Linked DNA regions of Mus musculus: region 2 is linked to region 1. A link is a contact called in public promoter capture Hi-C data. All regions are on one chromosome and are shown on one strand. The core of a region is the stretch at or near the end of the contact, and the rest is flanking DNA. Distances in the headings are between cores, read along the strand shown. Region 1 overlaps Cfap61 (cilia and flagella associated protein 61). Region 2 holds the start of Xrn2 (5'-3' exoribonuclease 2).

Region 1 (2,930 bases), core at 199-2,698:
ATCCATTTTTTATTCCTTTTAGTAAGGTAATTTCTTTGTGGACATACTCCCTGGTACCCTCCCTCCTGTTGAGGATATAGGTAAACAGGAGAAAAGACAAAAGCTGTCCTCAGTCTAGCACCTGGCTCCTAGGCAGCTGTGATAAAATACCCTGACAAAGCAAATTAAGGGGAAAAGATCCTTCTAGTTCACAGTTGAAGACTACAGCCAGGCGTGGCAAAGTAAGGCAGCAGGGGCTTGAAGCAGTGGTTACACTGTAACAGAAGACAGCAGGAACTCCTGTTACTGCCTGGCTCTCTTTCTAGGTTTATACAATCCAGGATCCCAGTTAGGGAATGGTGCCACCCACTGTGGGCAGGGCTTCCTACCTCCATAAATATAATCAAGATAACCTTCTCCAGCTGTGTCCAGAGACTAACCTAACCTGGATAGTCTCTCACAGCTGTGACCAGAGAGTTACCTTTCAATGATGCTAGAGATATTGTCAAGTTGATAGTACTAACCCTCAATTACAGCAATCGATAGTTCCTATCCCATCTCAATTTCTCCCTTGGCTTCTCATCCTCTCCTTTTCTTTCTTTCTTTTTTCCCATTTTCCTCTCTTAAGACTTTGTAGCATGGGCTATGGCCTTCCAGTGGGGGCCCACAAAGCTAGAAATAAACCTTTAGATAACTTGTCGTGATCATCAGCCTTTGATGGCTTAACTGTTCTGTTTGCTCACACCACAGAAAATCCGAAGGACCAAATCCCAAGGGGGATGTTGTCCCAGTGTAAAGAGACGAGGAGGGGGCATATGCAATAAGAGGAGGGCACAGTAGTGAGTTCAGGTGGAGACAGTGACACAGACAATGCTTTTGCCTGAAGAAGGTATAGAAATGTAGGGCTGGAGAGATGGCTCGGCGGTTAAGAGCACTGACTGCTCTTCCAAAGGTCCTGAGTTCAAATCCCAGCAGCCACATGGTGGCTCACAACCATCTGTAATGAGATCTGACTCCCTCTTCTGGAGTGTCTGAAGACAGCTACAGTGTACTCACATGTATTAAATAAATAAATTAAAGAAAAAAAAAAAGAAATGTAACGTTTTTAAAACCCCCTATCCAAAATGAACAGATTGGAGTTTTAGAACTTGTGGGTCTAAAATCTTGAAACTTTGTGTGGACCCTACCCCCTTAAGAGCACTAGAAACACAAAGGCATTATTGCACAGCGTGGTGGAGTAGGCGTGGCCGCACGCCTCTTAAGCCACCACATTACTCTTATTTTCTCCACATTTGACATCTGTTTCATCAGTAGCCACTTGCACTGATAATTAATGGTGATGAACACAGTTCTTAAGACAGTAAACCAGGGAAGGGTTTGGGGATGTAATTAGCCCTCCGCTATTTAACTAGCAACATATTCAGAACCAAATGAATGAACACCGTAATCCCTTCTCCTGTCTCTTTGATTTAGCCGCGTGGAAAACGATGCTGTAATCTGCCCTTCTACTCAGACACTAATTAAGGAAGTTACTCTTCCCTGTCTTTCATTATGTTGGAAACAAAGCAAAGCTGCTACTGGACACACCTTTAAAAACTACAGTGTGCTCAATTAATCTTCGGTGGTGGACGTGAGATGTTCCCGGCTTAGAAAGACTGGCTTGGCCTTGGAGCGGTGGTGGTAGAGGGGTTTCTTTTCCGGGTCCTTGTGGGTTTAAGGAAGACTAAGTCAAGAGAAGGGTTATATGCTGTCTGGTAGTGTTGTGAAGTAGCTTGAGGTTTCCTGCCTGGCATCCTGCCTATTTAAAGATGACTACAGTTAATCATGTGGACTCAAATAGATGAAAATTTTCTTTATCAGGAGAGAGGAAATCAGGAGCTCTGTAAATGTTTTAGGAGATAAAGATGTGTTCAGATTTGATTGTTACAGTTGCACACTTGTACCAAAATCATCACACACATCTCACAAGTGTGTATCATTTGTATTAATACAAATTTAAGACTTTAACCTTTAAAAGGCAAAAAGAAAACATTTAAAACAAGCTTTTTTGTTTTGTTTTGTTTTTAAAAACGACCTTTCTCAAGGCCAGCTTGGCCCACAAATTAAGTTCCATGAAAGCCAGGGTTGTTACACAAACCCAACCAAACGAAACCAAACCAAAAAACCCAAACAACAACAAAGACCTACCTTTCATTTCCTGAGGCAGTTACTTTTTAATAGACAAAGTTCTGAATGTATGTCCCTGCACCATGTGCATACCTGGTACCAGAAGAAGGCATTGGGTCCACTGGAGCTGGAGTTCCAGATGGTGGTGAGCAATGGTGTAGTTGCTGGGAATTGAACCCGGGTCCTCTGGGAGAGCAGCCAGCACTCCTAACCACTGAGCCACCCCTCCAGCCCCAGAAGTTAGTTTTACGAGACATTTGATGGTCTCACGCTTTTTTCCAGTTTGACTTCTAAGCAGCTCCTGGGGATTTGATGTTTTGACCTCTAAGTTAAGAGGATCCAGGCCCATTTTAAAAGGAAATGTAGAACAATTACAGCATTTAGCCGGGGCTTTTCTTGTGCCCCGGGAAATTTGTCACCAGTCCCCCTGCCAGACATGGTTTGGTGGACAGTCCTCCAGGAGCTGTAGATTGCCTTTGTCAAGATTGGCACATGGACCCCAGCGGTCTGGATGATGGGAACTTACATGGCCTGCTGCATGCTTTGAAGCCCTTCTAATCACTCAGAACGTCTGGAATTTTAAAATCCACCTCACTTAAAAAGATCACATTTTCCAATGATCCGAAGTTAACTGACTCTAAACACCAGTTTTAAAGTTCTAGAAAGGACCATGTAAAGGATGGAAGTTAATTTCCATAAGAAGACCACTAGAGGGCACAAGAGATCTTGGAAAGGAAAGGGTACTTCTCCCGCCTCCGCTGCAAGAGGATGAAAAAGAAACATAT
Region 2 (2,930 bases), core at 278-2,777, 1.1 Mb after region 1:
CACACACACACAAACACATATACGTGTACACACACATATGTGTATATATACACTATTCTAAAACTAAACATAGGCTAGCTACCTCTCTAAGCATTTAAGTTACCTCTACATTAGCATTTAAATGAAGTCATTAAACCATTGAGGAAGGGGCAACCTTTACTGCCTGACAAGCAGCAGAGAAACACTTTAGAGGTCTCTTAAGGTGAGCCTTTGTGATTGTGATTTGTCAGGCCTAGGGGGGATTCAGGGAAGAGACTTTCAAGCTTGAGCAAATGGGCAGATACCTCCCTCCTCTTTCTAGACTTCTTTCATATGCTGCAGGTGGGATGGGGGATATGACAGGGTACATTTGAAGCCACCAGAAAAGAAGGGATACAAATATCATGTTGGTTGAGAACAGAGGATTAAATGACCCTTGGTTAAAGTGAAATACAAGCAGTATGAATAAGCAAGCAATTTAGCTCTTTGATAACCCGTTATCTGTGTTACAAAAACAAAAAACCAAACCCCCCCCAAAAACGGTAGAGCAAGACCACAGGATGGGTGGAGTTGTTACACTGTGCCTGACTCAGGCAAACAATCACTGCCTCAAGGCCAGGCTGTTACTGCCCACATAGAAACAGGCTTCCTCAAAACAAGCCCCTTTTAGCTTTTTACTTTCCTGCCTGCTGCATGCACGTAATCTAATAAACTGCTTTTTCTGTTTGGAGAATATTTTTTACACTGGAGTCACCCAAATGACACGGCCAGCCAGCACAGAAGGCTCAACTGGTGATTAAATAAGAAAATTCTTTAGTTCCTTGCCTAAGCACATCACAGGTACTCAATAAATGCTAGAACGTGATATTAGCAAATTTTGGCTAGACTCTGCAACTGTTTAAAGTGACCTCGTTGGGCTGAGAGATGGCTCAGCAGTAAAGCGTTCATGCTGTTTTTCCAAAGTAGAGTTTGATTGCTGGCAGCCACAGCAGGCTGAATACTGCTGTTTGTAACTCCAGCTCCAGGGGATTTGAAACCTCTGGCCTCCACAGGTACCAGCACTCGTTCACAAAGCCACATGTACATATACACACATTGCGTAACTAAAAATAAATCTTAAACATATTTTTAAAAAGTTGCTTATGCAAAGCAGATTTTAAAAAAAAATTGCAAAACACTTGAGGATGCTTTTTCATAGTTCGGCCAGGCACAGCAGCATAGAAATGAGAGAAACCAGGAAATGGAAACTAGAGTGTAGATGCTTCTATTCAGCTCAAGACTGATTGTGAGAAAGGAAGTAAGATAGGCCACGCCTTTCCAAAGTCTCGGCCACACAAGGACTTTGCGGCTGCGGGCCTAATGTGGCCGGCGCTCTTGGCTGGATTGCCGGAGAAGGCATCCGCCAGGAGTCGGCTCTCAAAGGCTTTACCAGAGAACGCGGCGAGCCAGGTCTACAGCTCGCCCAGCCGGGCCTCCACTCCGGCAGTCTAAATGAACTTCCACTTAACCGAGCTCCTTTCCCTGCATCCCCCGCGGTGGTGGTATGACGTAACTTCCGGCCGCTGAACGCACGTGGGAGGAAGTGCTGGTGCCCGCGGCTGCCGCTCCTGCTAGTCTCGTTGGTTACACTCTCCCGCTGGCCCGGCTGCTGTTTCGAGCTGCCCGCTGGTCATGGGAGTCCCGGCGTTCTTCCGCTGGCTCAGCCGCAAGTACCCGTCCATCATTGTCAACTGCGTGGAGGAGAAGGTGAGGAGGCGGCCAGTACGCCGGAGTGGGGACCCGGCGTGGCAGGTCTAGGCCGAGGCCCTCGGGGATGGGCGCCCGCCCCAAGCTGCCTCACGGGCCGCTTCGCGGGTTCGCGGTTCCGGAGGCGGTCTGGGCGGAGCGAGGGCGAGTAGGGGGCTTTGGGGGCTTGGGCGGCTCCTCCCCCGCCTGCGAAGCGGGGCACCCCAGGCTCCGCCCACGGCTTTGTTCCCTCCGCGCCGCTCACTGAGCTCCAAAGGGCGCCCAGGCTAGTCAGCCCCCCTAGCGCGGGCAGCAAGGTTGGCAGGGTAGGGACCGCTGGTTGGTCCACTGTCTTGAGCCCGGAGTTCCCGTTGGCTGGATCGCTTGTTTTCCACCCGAGCCTGGCCATTTGTTGCAGTTAAGCGTGCGCGGGCAGCAGCTAGTTACGAAGGACTAGGCTAGGGGAGCGCTCTTTCTCCCTGGCGGGCTTTGCTGTACGAATGCCGGGCAGCTCGCTGTGTTTCACTTCCTGCCTCCGTTAGTTTGCTAGTTTACAGGCAGACTTTTAAGTCGTTCCGATTCGTGAGTGTTGCTTTTGTCGTTCGCGTAATTCTGTCGAGTTCGACTTTGTACTCTAAGTTAGAATTTCTGGATTGGAAAAGTTCCGGGCACATGTGTCCCCTCCCACTTTCGGCTTTAGAACCGCCTCTCTCCAAGAACCTATTTCTCCCGCTGAAGTTATTTACTTTCTCACTTCCTGTCTTAGAAGAAACCAAAAGCTTTGTTTTGGTGACAATCCTAGTATATTTTTGTGTTCTCCAAAGACAAATTGCTAAGCTGAACCATTATTTCTTTATAAACATTGTGTTCTCCTGGGGGGGGGGGGTCTTCCAAAGGGAGAGCCACTTTTTCGTAACAGACACTTTGAACTGTTTTGGTTGTGTCTCTTAATATGGTTAAGTTTGATTTATCGGTTTTAGGTCTATCTAATTTTGGGTAGAAGAGGAATTAGCTATTTATTCACCACCACCCCAGTTTTTCTAATGCTAATCCATAAATCTGACGGTAAAATTTGTAATTTAACGGAGAACTCGTTTAAACGTATATCGGGCCAAGGCGTGGCACATACTTTTACTCCCAGCACTTGGGAGAGAGGTAGGCTTGAGTTTTGGAGGTCAGCCAGATATACACAGAGTTCAAAGCAAACCAAGGCTTACGTAATGAGA

What was found. Promoter capture Hi-C pulls out the DNA fragments that hold promoters and counts their contacts.
Region 2: a promoter capture Hi-C map of the HPC-7 cell line shows a contact between it and region 1, with 3 times the contacts expected there. The contact joins the promoter of Xrn2 here to the enhancer-like site in region 1. A contact is called at or near these places in 7 of 39 promoter capture datasets (the 3T3-L1 cell line, the HPC-7 cell line, hippocampal neurons and 3 more) and 1 of 115 datasets of contacts at active chromatin or transcription factors (large pre-B cells).

The regions. Positions count from the first base shown.
Region 1 is chr2:145,954,778-145,957,707 of GRCm38.p6, forward strand. The region is part of intron 6 of Cfap61 (cilia and flagella associated protein 61); the gene reads left to right. Among named protein-coding and RNA genes, the nearest start is that of Cfap61, 21 kb to the left of the region's middle. Within about 2 kb of position 1,449, at least 10 of the 459 cell types and tissues checked have an H3K27ac peak or open chromatin away from gene starts, as enhancers often do. A contact at or near this core is called in the HPC-7 cell line, where this site is marked.
Region 2 is chr2:147,011,472-147,014,401 of GRCm38.p6, forward strand. It overlaps Xrn2 (5'-3' exoribonuclease 2), which reads left to right and starts at 1,528. Exons shown (of 30, transcript NM_011917.3): 1 at 1,528-1,725. The coding sequence starts at 1,651.